Regions from separate parts of the Mus musculus genome. Here regions 2, 3 and 4 are each linked to region 1. A link is a contact called in public HiChIP or PLAC-seq and promoter capture Hi-C data. All regions are on one chromosome and are shown on one strand. Each heading gives the region's core, a stretch centred on a gene start, on an enhancer-like site or on the middle of the called end of the contact. The rest is flanking DNA. Distances are from core to core; before and after follow the strand shown. Region 1 holds the start of Rsad2 (radical S-adenosyl methionine domain containing 2). Region 2 overlaps Gm36287 (a long non-coding RNA gene). Region 3 has its middle 9.1 kb from the start of Gm46343. Region 4 has its middle 95 kb from the start of Gm4166.

Region 1 (4,057 bases), core at 534-3,033:
TTACAGGAGAAAGCAGATGCCTTAGAGGCAAAGGAGGGAGAATGGGAAACAGAGTATTCATCCGATGTTAAATAGACAAACTTCTATTTGTAGAGGCTTTACAGGTGACTAAAGGATAGAGATAGAATTTCAAAGCCTGATGTTGGTTCTTAATGTGCCTCAAACAGCACTTACCAACTCTTGCAGGCTTGCAGTCGTTAGCCATGGCATTGTCTGGACCTTCCTTCACTTAGGCTGTGAGAAGAGTATGCAAGCACTCTCTCTTCTTCCCCAGACACTGGAAGAACTAGAAACAACACAAAGGAAGTAGCTTGAGAACACAGAGCTCCCAACGAAAGATGTCAGAGGGACATCAAAAGAGGAGAGGTCCAGGAACTGAGCCAAGCAAGTTAGATGTGTTGCCCCAAGGAACCTTATTACTGAAACACAGGAGCTTGCCTAGAGGTAAGGCACCAGCCACGTGCTGCAGACAGAGTGTGACTCTCAGGATTGTAGCATTGTACCATACTGGCAAAACTTTAAATGGAGGAGTTTGAGAAATATTTACTCCATATGTCCTTTAATAACATTAAAAAAAGAACCAATTATTAAGGAATCAAGTTTTAAAATGGCTATGCTCACAATCATCCATTGGACGGAGCACAGGGTACCCAATGAAGGCGCTAGAGAAAGTACCCAAGGAGCTGAAGAGGTTTGCAGCCCCATAGTAGGAACATCAATATGAACCAACCAGTACCCCCAGAGCTCCCAGGGACTAAACCACCAATAAAAGAAAACACATGGTGAGACTTGTGGCTCTAGCTGTATATGTAGCAGAGGATGGCCTAGTCAGTCATCAATGGGAGGAGAGGCCCTTGGTCCTATGATGGTGCTATGCCCCAGTATAGGGGAATGTCAGGGCCAGGAATGGGAGTGGGTAGGTTGTGGAGCAGAGGGAGGAGGAGGGGATGGGTGATTTTCGGAGGGGAAACTAGGAAAGGGGATAACATTTGAAATGTAAATAAAGAAAATATCTAATAAAATATATGTTAAAAAGTAGCTTAAAAAAGAATATAAAGTTGGGTGGGTAGGGAGGTGGAGAGCATCTGGAAGGAATGGAAAAGAAGAAAACATGAGAATATATTGTATTATTGTATTATTATATTGTATTCAATAAAAAGGTTTTAAAAACATAAAATGACTAAATTTACTTTGCCAAATTTCTCTGTTGTGTTTGCCTGGAATATACCAGTCTTGAGTCCTTTTGAGAATGTTGCCAGGCACTGTCAAGGTCAACATACAACTGACTTGCTACATACCAAGCTATAAACATACCAAGTTACAAAACTCTAGGGTTTTGGTGAGTTTGTTTTGTTTTGTTTGTTTGTTTGGGGGTGGGTGGGCGGGGAAAGAGCAGAATATTTAAAAATTGTTGAGTGTGCATAGATAATCGTTGTAAGAGGCTTAATGCAAATATTTTGTTTGTTTGTTAAAATAACAGCCTGCAAGGATGCAGCTATATGTCTGTCTGTAAGAAACTTGTTTCAGAAACTCGTGGCTGCTGGAATTCTTGCAGCGTCATCAGGACAGATGTTTACAGGGGTTATAGGGGCAGCCGGAAGCCAAGGAAAGGCAGTGAGTTGGCCTGCGCGTCCTAAGGTTCAGTCTTGGCTCTGGTCCAACTTTCATTTTCAGAAAACAGAAACTCTGTTTAACTGAGTCAAGGGAGGTGTTTCCCTCCTCCTTGTGACACAGTGATCAAATGCTTGGGGGCGTGGCTAGCTGGGCCACAGTTTATAAGCCCTTACAGGCAGCAGCAGGTGTGTGCCTATCACCATGGGGATGCTGGTGCCCACTGCTCTAGCTGCTCGGCTGCTGAGCCTGTTCCAGCAGCAGCTGGGTTCCCTCTGGAGTGGCCTGGCCATCCTGTTCTGCTGGCTGAGAATAGCATTAGGGTGGCTAGATCCCGGGAAGGAACAGCCACAGGTCCGGGGTGAGCCGGAGGACACCCAGGAGACCCAGGAAGATGGGAACAGCACTCAGCCCACAACCCCCGTGAGTGTCAACTACCACTTCACTCGTCAGTGCAACTACAAATGTGGCTTCTGCTTCCACACAGCCAAGACATCCTTCGTGCTGCCCCTGGAGGAGGCCAAGCGAGGACTGCTTCTGCTCAAACAGGCTGGTAAGTTCCTGGACCAGACAGAAGCCAGGATGGTCCAGGACAGTTGTGCATAGGATAGGCATGGGAAGGGCTCCATGAAAATTTGCCACACCAGGGAACAGGCAGATTTGCATGAATGAGAAAGGAGCACCAGGGAGCCAGGAAGGACCTCCAGGCTGGGAGTTGGCCTGGCCAGGACCATGGAACTCACTCTTGTTGGCAGAGGTGTGTGGTCAGTGACCCCTATTCATCCTTGTGTTTGGAACAGAGTTCTCCCAGAGAAATCTGATTTCCAGAAACACTAAGTGAGGAAGGGGTGGGTGTGTGGAGACCCAAGTCCTCTATGTAAACAACCTGGCAGAAGTTTCACCCTGTTCCATCTGTATTCATTGATGGAAACTTCTCTCTCTCTTTAAAAAACAATCTGTGTGTACACATGATGTGTGTGTGTGTGTGTGTGTGTGTGTGTGTGTGTGTGTGTGTGTGTGTGTGTGTGAGAGAGTTTGTGTATTCATGTGTATGTGTCTCAGTCTGCTGCTGGGTACAGCAAGTCTATGAGCATCATAGGACAATTTCAGGTGTTAGTTCAGTCTTAGCCTTGTCAAATCCTGTTTGAGACAGGATTTACCTTTGGTTCGCTGCTAATGTACAATATTGATTAGCATTCAATCCTTGCAGATTGTCCTGTCTTTCCTCCCATCTGGAAGGAGGAGGGCCAGCAGTACAAACTCCCACTACCATGTTTCAGGTTCACTTGGGTGTTGGGGATCTAAACACACATTCTCAGAGCTGTCCAGCCTGTGTATTACACACTGAGCCACCTCTCCAGCCCCATGGGAGCCTTAAAATATTTTCGACAGGTGTGTTATGGGATTTTCTTCCCAAGACTTGCTGTCGTACTCTATCAACCAGTCTCAGGTATGCATTAAGCAGTGAAGTTCAAATACAGCATCTTCTCCTCTGAACCTCCCCTTCCTCCTTCCCTCCCTTCCGCCCTTCTACTCTTTCCAGAACACCTGCTCACCTAGAGACTACCTTATCTTTCTGGCTACCCTTTAACTGAAGCACAGCAGATGTGTCTAGGCGGCAAGCATGCTAGCTGCACTTCCAGCTGACTCACTCAGCCAAGAATTCTCCCTGGAGCACAGCTGGGAAAGAGAAAAGTCATTGGCCAGTGCTCCAGGTACACTCTGGCCTCCAGTCACCACACTGACCACATGGGAACTCCCAAGCAGTTTCTGATGCTCACGTCAGACTCGCCTGATTCTGTGCTGTGATAATGGAATCATACAGTACATAGGACCACTCAGCAGGATCTGCCTCACTCAGCTCGAGTCTATCCTGGCTCATTACCCACAGTAAAGACTGTAAGCTTTGTTATCTCACTGGACCTACATCAAGGTCTGGTCGTTTTTCACCAGGAGTTTAGTAATGTAGCCAGTCTTTACTTTCCTAACTGAAAGCATGGTGTCTCGTTAAAAATGCAGCTTTTGGAGTCACCTGCCAACTAACTCATCTAAGTCTTTGCTGTTTGACAGTATCTGAGCCCTGACATCACAGCTGTTATGAGCTCATAACACACACACACACACACACACACACACACACACACACACACACAGAGAGAGAGAGAGAGAGAGAGAGAGAGAGAGAGAGATTATAAAACCATAATATTTATTTGTATGTATGTATGTGTGTGCATGCATTTGTTGACGTCACCAGAGGCATAGGATCCCCTGGAGGGAATTGCAAGCTGTTCAGGGTGGCTCCTGGGAACTATCTGAGCTATCTCTCCAGCCCCATAAACCAATAATAAATAGTGCTTGGAAATATAATATAACATATATATTATAAATATAAATAATAAAATAGGAATTTGGAAAGTGCAAACATATAGAATTTCCCCTCACAGGT
Region 2 (4,057 bases), core at 541-3,040, 1.3 Mb after region 1:
ATTCACAGACCATATGAAGCCCAAGAAGGAAGACCAAAGTGTGAATGTTTCTGTGCTTCTTAGAAGGGAGAATAAAATACTCACAGGAGGAAATATGAAGACAAAGTGTGGAGCAGAGACTGAAGGAAAGGCCATCCAGAGACTGGTCCACCTGGGAATCCATCCCATATGCAGTCCAAACCCAGACACTATTGTCCAGGAAGTGCTTTCTGAAGGGAGCCTGATATGGCTATCTCCTGAGAGGCTCTGCCAGAACCAACCATTGGACTGAGCTCAGGGGTTCCCGATGGAGGCATTGGAGAAGGGACTGGAGGAGCTGAGGAGGTTTGCAGCCCCATGGAGGGAGCAACAGTGTCAACTGGTCAGACACCCCCACCAGAGCTCCTGGGGACTGAACCACCAACCAAAGAGTACACATGGAGGGACCCATGCCTCCAGCCACATATGTGGCAGAGGATGCCTTTGTTGGACATCAGTGGGAGGAGAGGCCCTTGGCCTGAGGGTGTTTGATGCCCCAATGTAGGGGAATGCCAGGGCGGGAAGACAGGAGTGTGTGGGTGGTTGGGGGAGCACCCTCATAGAAGCGGGGGAGGGGGGAGGGGATATGGGGTTTCTGAAGGGGAGACCTGAAAAAGGGAAAGCATTTGAAATATAAATAAAGAAAATATCCGATACAGAAAAATTAAAAATAGAAAAGACAGAGCAGGAGGAACCCGGCTCCACACGCTGCCTTCAGCTGGGCATGTGAGAAAGTGTGCTTTCTCCAAGCGCTCAATCCTGCTCTCCTTCCATGGGACTAAGAGACTACCCGTGTTACTGCTTGAATCTGAGATGGGCTTCACAGGCTAGTGTTTTGAATGCTTATTACCTAGTGAGGAGCAAAATGTGGGAAGTGCATAGAGCCTTTCCTGGGGTAGGTCACAAATGGAAGGTTACAATGTTTCCTACACTCAGTTCAAGCCAGAAGTCTCTGTGTCCTATCTATCACATGAACACACTGCCGATCATGATACTGTGAGCTAGAATAAACTCTGACTCCCTTAAGGCATTTTGTTACACTGATTGGAAAAATGACAAGTACAACCATTCAGTGTGAAAAATGTCTCCCCTAGAGTAACATCCATGTATGCACACACACACACACACACACACACACACACACACATACGGCAGTTCAATGACAAGGTTCCTGTATCCAGTTTGATTTTGGGGGGGGGGGGGTTGTGGTCAGGGTGTGAGTGTATAATGATGCATACATACATATTAGTTTACACATGTGATAATATATCTGTGCATATATGTATGTAGAGGCCACGAGTTTGTATCCGGTACCTTTCTTCTTTATTCTCCACTTTATTTACTGAGGCAGCATCTCTTGCTGAACCTGGAGCTTGTCAACTTGTCTAGTCTAGCTCGGTCTCTTGTCCCAGAAACCCTTGCCTCCACCTCCCATGTTCTCCCATAGCGGCTCTCCATGCTTGTATGTGGGTAATAGGGAATCACTAAGCCACCCCCAACCCCTCTTATGCTCAGTTTTAAGTAACTGCATCCATACAAGCATATTAGGCCTGGGCTTCACGCTTCTCTCCCCACTGCAGCATATCATCTGTCACCTCTTAAGTCCCTGTAGATGTTGAATTGATTTGACTGTCAAAGCCTGAAACAGGAGAGTATGTGGGCAAACTTTCATCCCAATGACAGGTCCTTTGCCTGAACACAGGTTAGATGATTGGACACTCATCCACTTCTGTAGTTTCACCCGAGTTGGCAGCGTATGCGCTGGCTGTGACTCAGCAGTCCACCCGTAACAAACAGGACCCTGTTCTCAGGCACTTCTTCCTCTCAGTGGTATCTATATCTCCCTACTATGACTTCCCACTCAAGAATGACAAGAGTTCCCATGAATAATCATGAAATCGAGGGAAATAGTTGATATTTAGCTCTGCCAGAGGGGAAGCTCAGTGCTTAGGGGAAACCATCCTTCAGTCGGAGGGCCGATAACTCCTTAGCCGGAGGCAGGCTGAATTAGCTGTACTTGGTGGTTAGTGACAAGAGCTGGAGAACAGCTTGTCAGGTCCAAAGTCACTTCGCTTGCATGAGGATGCACAGATGCTGAGCCTGCGCAGAGGGACACTGTTATTGCCTCATCAAGCTTTGGGCTTTGAGGACTTGTGGTTGATCAAGTATAGAGCCAGGAGATTCCCACACCCTTCCTGCTCCTCTTTCCTTTCTCTGAGCTTACAGTTACCTTCAAACCATGGTTCAGTCATCTGGATGGGGCCATGTGAACAGTGCTCTAAATGCCCCCACTAAGATACTGTCTCACTGGGGTTGTATCCCCAACTCTGGCAATGGGTGCTCACCTCCATACCTTTAGCTATGGGTCAGTAGAGAGGCTTAAAATGTTAGTCTCCCAAAGCTTTCATTCAAAGTCCCTTCATCCTCACACCCACCCCTTGCCTCTGGCCCATGGCCCACTGCCAGAAGGAAGGGTCTCAGTGCCCATGAGCATCCTACCTAGAAGCCAGACCACATGCCACACCCCTTTCCACACTCGTCCTCACATGTGATCTGTCATGGCCTGGAGAGTCTGTTATCCTCATTGGCATCAATGAATTACCTCTGGCTTTCTGCAGGGGCCTCAGTGTGCTCTGTCCTCTGGCCCTCACTATGCTCCTCCTCTTTGCCTCCAGATCCAACCTCCAAATGTCTCTCTACATACACTTTCCAGAAGCACATTTACTGCTTACTTTGTACAGCAAGCTTGAGGCATCTGTTTCATGCCAACTATATACTGTCATGTGTCCCCTCTGCCCTGCAGGACAATGACCAGGAGCCTTACCATAGGCCTCTGAGTGCCATACTTGGACCAGACACCAGCTCCTTTACCACACACCCACTCACCATTTAATGCTACCTGCATATACATGTTCTCTCTCTCTCTCTCTCTCTCTCTCTCTCTCTCTCTCTCTCTGTGTGTGTGTGTGTGTGTGTGTGTGTGTGTGTGTGTGTGTGTGTGTGTGTGCACGCACGTGCATACATGGATGTTACCCTAGGGAAGACATTTTTCACACTGATGGTTGTGGGGGTGGGAGAGCTCATTGTTTCTGCCTTTCTGTTTGCTACCAATTGCTCCAGTCTTCAATGTCTATATCTTTATCCTTCTTCTAGGAAAGCGATTGATGAGGAGACTTCTAAGACAAGTCACTACATGTCTTTCAAGGCTCAGTTTGCTTCTGGGGGCTATAAGGTCTCAATGAAAAAAAATATGCGTTACGTTCTTGGGACACCTGGCCTGTGCAAAGAGTTTGTTAAAGATTTGCTGCTTTTCTCAAAAAGAAAAAAGAATAGCCAGGGATATCAGCTAGAAGAATGGCTCAATGGTTAAGAGCACTTGTTGCTCTTACATGGACCTAGATTTGATGCCCAGACCTCACATGGTAGCTTGCAATCATCTGTAACTCCACTTCCAGGGATATGATGCTCTCTCCTGAACTCTGCAGACACTGGGAATGTACAAGGAGCATAGGCATGTATGCAGGCAAAGCACTCATGCATATTAAATAAAATTAAATTACAATTTTAAATAATAGTCATGGATATGTCATGTAAAGATGTACTCTAGGTTGGGGGGAGGGGGATGAAGGCAAGAACTTTGGATGGGCTGAGTAGGAACAGGAGGAGAGCACCAAAGAACCTTAGGAGGAGCCATCTCCATGAGCAAATTATTCTGCAAAGTCTCACTGAGACTAAGTCACCTTCTGATATTCAGGGAATTTCCATAGCAAGTACACCAGAAACAGTAATAAACCCCTTAGACCTATGTGTTCAGCACAGTACCAAAATCAAGCTGCCTCAAAATGAGGAGGAATAAGATAGTGGTTTTCCTTTCCCATGACTCCATCACTGAAATCTGTACCCTAGAACAGCAAGCCTGAGGAGGGGGTGCCCTGCAGACACAGCACCTACTGAGATACTTCCAGCACTGAGTCATACCCCAAGGAAAGGGCCTTCTTTTACTTATGTGTTGAGAATCATTAGGAGGGTACCTCTTCCA
Region 3 (4,057 bases), core at 897-3,396, 1.2 Mb after region 1:
TGCAGACGAGGGATCAGAAAGATTGTAAGAGTCAGAGGAACAGGGAGTTTGCTGTGCAACTATGTCTCCTAGAAAGGTCAAAAACTAAACCCATGACGTCTCACCAAAGTGGCTGCCTAAACAAGACCCAAAGATGACACCAATAGATGTGCTAACGTGGAAAGAGAAACTTCAGGAGGCTCCAATCCTCCACAAAGAACTCCAGACAACCAAGACATGCTAAGATCAGGAGAAATCGTCTTCCCCAGGGAAGAACATACCAGTTGGGTATCTAATACCAAGTGGTCAGTCCTAAAAACATGAAAATACAAGTAGCATTATACAGGCTTAGCAGGTTGTTACATATTCGTAACAGCAAGTAAAGCAAAAGAGGCCATGAGCATGAAAGAGAGCAAGGAGGGTACATGTGAGGACTTGGAAGGAGGGCAGGGAAGTGGGAAATGATGTCATTAATTGAAAAAGAGAGAGATCAAATAAAACTTTAACGCTGGGCCAGCAAGATGAGATGTTTCAGCCTGCAAAGATGCTTGCCATATAAGCCTAGAAACCTGAGTTTGGTCCCCAGGAGCCCATGAAGGTAGAAGGAGAGAACTGATTCTGTCCTCTGACCTCCATGAATGCCCCCATGGCACTCTTGCCCACAAACCGACATCGTCCATCCTTAGTATGGTGTGTACAGACACACACCATACTAATACTAACCTTACTTAAATTCAAGCTTACTCAAAACCACACTTGGCAGTCATTGGTTCTTCAACTTGGGGAACACAGAATTGAGCAAATGTTTGTGAAAATAAGGGTTTTCTTCCCACAAAGAGGGGAACTGCAAATGGGCAGGTTCCTGTGTGAGCACGCTTCTTTGCACAGACTGTTTCTGTCATCCTTGTAGCCCCTTCCAAATATACCTTATTCTCATTAGCTGTTAAGAAAACAGAGACCAAAGAATTTGAAATTTAATTTAAAATACCAAGCTTAAAAAACAAAAATAGCCTGATTATAAACCACACACAGGCTTGGGAGATGGCTTAGTGGGTAAGCCCTAGGTATACAAGCACAAAGAATGGAGATTAGATATCCATCACCTACATAAATGTCAGGTGTGTGACGGCCTGCCTGTAACCCCAGCTTTAGAAGGGGATCCTCAGAGCAAGGTGACTAAGACTAGCCAGGAGGTGAGCTCTGGGTTGGATTGAGTGATCCCACCACAATGAATAAGGTGGAAGAGTTATAAAGGATGAGTCCCAAGGTCAACCTCCACATGCATGTGTACATACCTGTATATGTACCTGCACACACAACAGACACACACTGATGAAAATGGGAAACAAACCCAAATACTTTCTTAATCCAAAACCCACATCCATCTTTGGCTTGGCATATACCAAATAATTTTTTTATCATCGGAATTATTTGTTATTCTTATTGGCCCACCTATACCTAGGAAAACCTGAAACAGCCACACCCACAAATACTCAGACACCAGATACCCAGCAAGTGTTCTCAGAGGCAGTGAGGGGGCTATGATTCTTATGAAACAAAACAAAACAAAACAAAACAAAACAAAACAAAACAAAACAAAACAAAACAAAACAAAACAAAACAGTGAGTCCAAGAAAAACTCAAGACCCCAGCTCCTACAGCAGGGCCATCTATAGCAGGATTAAAACCCTCATGCCAGAATCAACAACCACCCACAAGATTGCTCAGGGCTAGGACAATGACATGAGCAAGATGGAACTTAAGGAGAAACTGACAAGACTAAGACATAATGCAGAAAAACCCAAGGGGAAGAAACTGCCAGCCTTTCTGTCAGAACTAACACAGTTCGCCATTTACTTCTTTGGTAACCCAGTGTTATGATCCAGGGTTTTCAATCAGTGTGGTTCCCAGGCCCCTGTGGCCTTTGTGTCCATTCTAGATATCATGACAGCAGTGACATTAGTAACAATGGGCAATGCTGGACTTCATAGCTACTTGTGTTTATGTTTCTGTTCTTTTTCTCCCTTTCCAGTTAAGATATGACAAGGAGCGTTCACATGTTCTTCCTTTTGCCTTGAACTCCAGCATGTGAATCTACCCTCCACCCCATATCATTTTGCTATTGCAGAAAAGAGACCGGAAATGGAGCCTTGAGAGCATTAGATGCATTAGTGACTTCACAGCTTCCTGTGGGTTAACCCTTTCCATCCTTACTCAGCACACAGCTGTTAACTACAGCACACTTTGCAAATGGCCCTGGCTTTTCAGAGACACTGTGATTTTTTTTTAAATGACCTTAACAATGTTGAAATGACCTTGTTAGCCTCACAAGATCTCCTGCATGTAGCAGTGAACAACCCAGACATGAAACTTGTTCTTTATTAACAGGGACATTAATAATTACTTTGACAACAGTAGAGAGGCTGGAAGGCTAGAGGCCTGGTACAGGACAATGAAAACCAGACTAGAGTCATTTGCATTTAAAAGGTTGCAAGAGCAATTAGTACCTCATTAATATGACATAAATGCAAATTTACACAGCTCCCTCTCGACCTCCAATTCTTTCCACCCAACTAAGAAAAGCAGCATATTAGTAAATACCACTAAGATGCCCGTGCAGGACAGACAGGGAACAATTCCACTGTCCAGCCTCTTTGAAGAGGTCTAGATAAGAGTCTTCACTCAGAGCTTGAGTGGCCACTTAACCGAGACTGGGCAGTGCTGTCAGATGAAAGGGACTATGGGAATTCCACAATCACAGCAGGCTGTGTTCAGTGAGGAGCCTGGCTGACTGTTGCTCATGACAGGGGGTGACAGAACACAGAGACACCAAGGTGGCCCCCAGAAGGGCTGCTTCCATGCTGAGAGGGCAGAGGCAGGCAGGGAACTGCACAGCTGAGGGTTTTTGCCATTGAAAACCCATAGCTGCTGATCAAAGCAATCACCTTAAATAATTGATTTTCTTACACCAGTATGAAGAAAGAAAAAAGAAACTGTGAACAGTGGAAGATATAATCACACCACTAGGAATGAGAGGTGCTTGGAGAGATGAGGGCTGAATGCCCAGGGGTGTGATTAGGGTACCCTACATCAAAGGACAGTGTCCTAAAATAGCTCGCCCTGAAAAACGCTTCACACAATCCGTTGTAAATGGCACCACTGATAAGAATACTTCAGAAGAGCGTCTTTCTGCCTCTTATATTTATCACTAGCCCCTCAGGGATGGGGGTGAGGGTGGGGGTAAGGGGACAAAATAGCAGGAGTATGGGATAACTGGAGACAGAGTGACTTCCCGTAGGTACAATATACAACTACTATGGTTACCTGTTAAAATTTGGTAAGCACACACACACAATGCACTCACAAACACAAACCTAACACACACATACAAATGTGCTTGCAAACAAACACGCAAATACATTCATACATAGTTACAAATCTACAAAATACAATAAAAAGCACACACACAGAGAAATATACATACATACATACATACATACATACATACATACATACATACATACATATATACATATATATACACTCTCACATGCAAACACATACTCACAAACATATAAATATACAGAACCTGTAATAAAATATGCCCCTTTCGACAGTCCTGGGTATTCCCCATCATGTCAGTGTGGTAAGGTTTTATGGCACACAGTCTAGATATATGGGAGCAACAGGCTCTGAGCCCAGACCCTATGAAGTATCTCTTCAATTGCATGGTGATCCACAAAGGAAATGAAACCCAAACAACATCGAAGGGAATGTTGAGCCCTTGTATGTTCAAACACTGCAGGGCACTATGGATGGTTGTGAGCACATGCCTACCTCCAAGAACGCATCACGGGGAATGAGACAAACATCTCACTGTAGGCTTTCACTGTCATTGCCAGGATAAAAAAAAAAAAAAAAAACCAAAGCAGAGAGCCAAAGCTTCCAAAGGGTAAGAACATTTCAGCAGCACCAAGGGGAAATAGACGTCCTATCATGGAAGAAGAGACCAGGGTGAACAGAGTCACAAAGCTGCGTGGTCAAACACAGGTCGGACCATAGTGAGAAGAACCAGAGT
Region 4 (4,057 bases), core at 986-3,485, 1.0 Mb before region 1:
GACTAGAGAACATCTCTCTGGAGACGCTTCTCCATATCTTCATAACTCCATGCTTCCTCCAACATCCACAACTGGAAATATATCCATGGTGCCATTTCTTTTGTCACAAGAGCTAAGTAAGCCTTTTAACAAGACATTTGTAAGAGCATGTGTGCACATACGGGGTTCAGCTCTCCTGAGCTCTTGCCTGTTGTACAACTAATCTGCTTTTCTGTTGAGCCTTGGACTCAGCACTCCCCTATGAGAGCTGGAGAAAGCTAGCTGACTCCCAAATGTTCACCTTACGTTGTCTTGCCCTTCACTGCCAACCTGCAGGTGCCAGTATACCTAAATACTTCCATAAAATTCCATGTTTCAGATAGTTTTCTAACAACTTTAGCCACCTTTATGTCATTTCCACTGAGGGATAGGACAAATGTCATTACTTTTACTTCCTGGTGAGGATATCATGTAGTGAGGTCACACAAAGAACCTGTAGAAGTGGGATTTGAACCTGGGTTGGGTTTGTTTTGTTTTCTTTTGTTTTGTTTTTTCATGTACTAAAAAAAAACTAATGTCAGCTGTTTATATTCTAATCTGAACAAGAAGTTATTTTGAGATTTCTTAATATACATGTCCTCACATAATAAATAATTAGCGAGAGGGAGGATGAAAAACAGAGGGGAAGAAGAAACTGAAAAGTCTAAAAAGAAAAGAAAAAGAATAAATTTCAATAGTCTCTCAGACTGGATCAGAGTAACAACTTAGCTGACACCATTCCTGTGTCTTACAAACACATGTACACTGACAAAAGCCAATGTATTGCTGGCATATATTTTAATAGTAGGAAATACTAAAAACATACATGCACCTATCCTACCGGGTGCTTGAAGTCTGCCTGAAGAGTTCCCCATCTTTCCCACAGAGGGGCTTGTTCTAGATACAGTCTGCATAACAATTTCTGAATAATGGATAGATTTTTTACAGCCCTCAGCCCTCGTAGTACATACATTATTATTCATGTTTTCTACATTGATGTCTAATCTATTTTTTAATGACTTGCAGCCATATGCTGGTCTCAATCTGCATAAAAAATACTCCCAAAGGGAGTGACCCAGTCCAGATCTAGATCAGCATTCATTCTTTACAGGAGTCTCTCTGTTTTCTTTTTTTAAAAAAAAAGAAGTTGGCAAAAATTATAGATTACAGTTCTCTACTGAAAATGGAAGACTTACTTTTTCCAAGATTTGATTTTTCCTTTTCTTGTGTAACACTGAGGGTGTAACCCAAGTCTTTGTTCCTGCTAAGCAGCAACTATTCTGTGAACTATGTCATTCAGCTCTCCTTTTACTATTAAAGGGGGGGGGCATTTATTTTTATCTTACGTGTATGGGTGCTTTGGCTGCATATATGTCTGTGCACCACTGTGTGCCTGGTGCCTCCAGAGGCCAGAAAGCATCAGATCCCCTGGAACTACAGCTATAGGTAGTCATGAGCAATGGTACAGGGACTCAAACCTGGGTCACTCTGCAAGAGCAGCCAGCTCTCCTAACAGCTGAGCCTTCTACCCAGCCTGTCTTCTACTTTTTATTTTAAAGCAGGTCTTTGCTAAGTTGCAAAGGCTACCTTGAACTCCTGATCTTCCTTGAGATTCCCAGAGATCACAAACCTTGGGCCTGGCCCAGCTTGAACTCCTTATAAAAGTAGTAAGGGAACTCCTTTTGCAGTCAATTGTTTGAAGCAAACTTCATTCTGGAGGGGAGGGAAGTGTTTCTGCCCCTGAGCACATATACACCCTCTAAGAGTATCTCACCCTCCACTCCCACCCTGCAGGCTCCCTTGCCTGGCAAACTCCTAGAGCTTAAGGGCTGCAGTTTAAGGACTAAAGCTAGGCCCCACCCTGTGGTTTTTACAAAAGCCTGAGGGGGGGTGGGGGAGCCATCAGGAGTCCTGAATAAAGCCAACCTCCTGCAGTAATAGCTCTGAAGACCAGGGGGAGCCTAGTACGCCTGGAAGCCAAGAGATCCTCAGCCCTTCCCTCTTCTCAGCAGTTGAAGGAGGGACTGCCTGTCTTCTGGTTCCACCTTTGCCTGGACAGGTAGCTTGCTATAGGGGCTTCCAAAATCCTGCAGGCAAGAATGCAGAAAGCCAACAAGTGCAGTCTTTACACATCAGAGAGGCCTTCCTGGCCTGGTATCTTGGCAGATGTTTGTGGCTCCTTCCCCTTTAAGGGCCCAGATGTGGACGGCTGCTGACAGCAGTTCGAAACTCTATCCCCTGGAGGCCGGTTGTCGACACCACTGCTCTCTGCAAGCAGGCTCTGTGCTCCAGCTTAATTAGTGGTGTGTCATTGGGGTGGGCCAAATTTTCTACCCTGGCATTGGGGGAGGTGTAAAGTTGCAGCCACAATTGTCTGGAGATGATTCTTGGGTCCAGATTACGTGAGCCTGGGGCACAGAGGGAGGGAGGGAACAGCCTTCTGCTGGAGCAGGTTCATAAACAGGTGAAGTTGAAGCAAGGGAGAGCTGCTCCTCGACCATTTTTCAGTGAAGCTTGTTCTTTTATGATTCTCTGTCAGGCTTGATTCTGCAGCAGGATTTTACTCCTGTTTCCTCTCCATTTGCATATTTCCTAGGAGACAGACTCCCATCTAATCATGGATTAGGATTTGGAAAATCAGTATATTTTATGCTTTTAGAATGTCATTTTCTCTGTGAAAATTGAAGGTGCATCACTTGTGTGTGCTGTAAGAACTGCTGTGTTTTTTTTTTTTCTAGTGCTGTGTAAATGTAAAGATGTCATTCACACTGGAATTACAAAGTTACCTAACAGGTAGTGGATTCTAAAGTCTACAATACATGAATACTTTCTCAGAATGCATCTCTCAATATGTGACATAATGTGTGGGGGGTTTTCTCAGTAGCTCTGCATCTGCATTCCATTGAGCAGGAAAGATTAAGTGATCATACGACGCACGCGCGCGCACACACACACACACACACTTGCTTATTTGTTAGAGTAAAATCACTTAGTATCAGGCAACCTATTCATATTCTGAACCTAAAAGTTCTAATCTTATCATAGTACAATTTAAATATATTTGCATTTGTATACATAAAATAGAAAATGTATTTTTAGGTAAATGCCTTAAATGTACTTGTCCACCATTGTATATGTGTCTATGTAATACATATACATGCTCAGGTGTCCAGGTTACCCTCCTCTACCTGTGTGTGTGTGTGTGTGTGTGTGTGTGTGTGTGTGTGTGTGTGTGTGTGTGCGCGCGCACGCAGTGCCAACATGCATATGTGCACATATATACTGAGGCCAGAATCTCTTCCACAACTGCTCTCTACTTTACATGGTTTTGATTCAAGAGAACCTGGAGCTCACTGATTCAATGAAGCTGGCTGACCATTGAGCTTCAGGGCTCTGCCTCCCTAGCACTGGGATTACAGATGGGTGCCACTGTATATGGATACTTGGTAAGGAATTAAGATCATCATGTTTGCTTGTCAGATACTTTAAGGATTGAGCTATCTCCCTAGCCCTCAAGGACATTTTATGTAGAAAATAAAAAAATAAAATAAAATAAAAATTACAACCACTGCTGGCACCATCCAGAGAGAGAAGGGGACTCAAGATGTGTATCAATAATATTTAGCAGATGGGATTCTGCCAGGTTCCTAGTGCTATCGATCCAAGAGACCCTGGCTCACTAACAGAGCTTTTCTCTGTCCACTTAGAACAGTAGTCCACAGGTAGAATTACCCATCTCAATTGCAATATAAATAAGCTAAGTATAGATAAAAATAATTGTCCATCACAGAAAAAAAAAAGTGGCAAATGTATGCTTCATGCTCTAAAAACCTGTGCTGAATAGGCCACCCGGCTGAAATCCATAGGAAGGCTGTTTCCTTCCTTTCTGCAATCTGAGATCAAGATCCAGGGCCACCTGTGACTTTGTTCCTGAGTCAGGAGTGAACAAGATCTAGATATTCACTGTGGCTTAATTGGGGTCTAATTAACTCGAGTGCTCTTAGGTGAAAAGAAAAACAAATATGGGAAAAAACAGAGT

What was found. Promoter capture Hi-C pulls out the DNA fragments that hold promoters and counts their contacts. HiChIP or PLAC-seq counts read pairs in DNA pulled down with a chosen protein or histone mark.
Region 2: an H3K4me3 HiChIP or PLAC-seq map of bone marrow-derived macrophages shows a contact between it and region 1, with 3 times the contacts expected there. The contact joins the enhancer-like site here to the promoter of Rsad2 in region 1. A contact is called at or near these places in 5 of 39 promoter capture datasets (the HPC-7 cell line, hippocampal neurons, liver and 1 more), 1 of 484 Hi-C or Micro-C datasets (B cells) and 1 of 115 datasets of contacts at active chromatin or transcription factors (bone marrow-derived macrophages).
Region 3: a contact with region 1 is called in a promoter capture Hi-C map of the HPC-7 cell line, with 3 times the contacts expected there. The contact joins the enhancer-like site here to the promoter of Rsad2 in region 1. A contact is called at or near these places in 6 of 39 promoter capture datasets (the 3T3-L1 cell line, the HPC-7 cell line, hematopoietic stem and progenitor cells and 3 more) and 1 of 9 other capture datasets (liver).
Region 4: a promoter capture Hi-C map of hippocampal neurons shows a contact between it and region 1, with 2.6 times the contacts expected there. The contact joins the enhancer-like site here to the promoter of Rsad2 in region 1. A contact is called at or near these places in 7 of 39 promoter capture datasets (the 3T3-L1 cell line, embryonic stem cells, frontonasal cranial neural crest and 4 more).

What each region holds. Positions count from the first base shown.
Region 1 is chr12:26,454,178-26,458,234 of GRCm38.p6, reverse strand. Rsad2 (radical S-adenosyl methionine domain containing 2) reads left to right here and starts at 1,783. Exons shown (of 6, transcript NM_021384.4): 1 at 1,783-2,164; 2 at 4,056-4,057. The coding sequence starts at 1,816.
Region 2 is chr12:25,201,609-25,205,665 of GRCm38.p6, reverse strand. All of the region lies in intron 6 of Gm36287 (a long non-coding RNA gene), which reads right to left. Among named protein-coding and RNA genes, the nearest start is that of Gm36441, 6.0 kb to the left of the region's middle. Within about 2 kb of position 1,790, at least 30 of the 459 cell types and tissues checked have an H3K27ac peak or open chromatin away from gene starts, as enhancers often do. A contact at or near this core is called in bone marrow-derived macrophages and neutrophils, where this site is marked.
Region 3 is chr12:25,292,675-25,296,731 of GRCm38.p6, reverse strand. No RefSeq gene overlaps it. Among named protein-coding and RNA genes, the nearest start is that of Gm46343, 9.1 kb to the left of the region's middle. Within about 2 kb of position 2,146, at least 27 of the 459 cell types and tissues checked have an H3K27ac peak or open chromatin away from gene starts, as enhancers often do. A contact at or near this core is called in the HPC-7 cell line, where this site is marked.
Region 4 is chr12:27,501,134-27,505,190 of GRCm38.p6, reverse strand. No RefSeq gene overlaps it. Among named protein-coding and RNA genes, the nearest start is that of Gm4166, 95 kb to the left of the region's middle. Within about 2 kb of position 2,235, at least 35 of the 459 cell types and tissues checked have an H3K27ac peak or open chromatin away from gene starts, as enhancers often do. A contact at or near this core is called in hippocampal neurons, stem cell-derived epiblast-like cells and trophoblast stem cells, where this site is marked.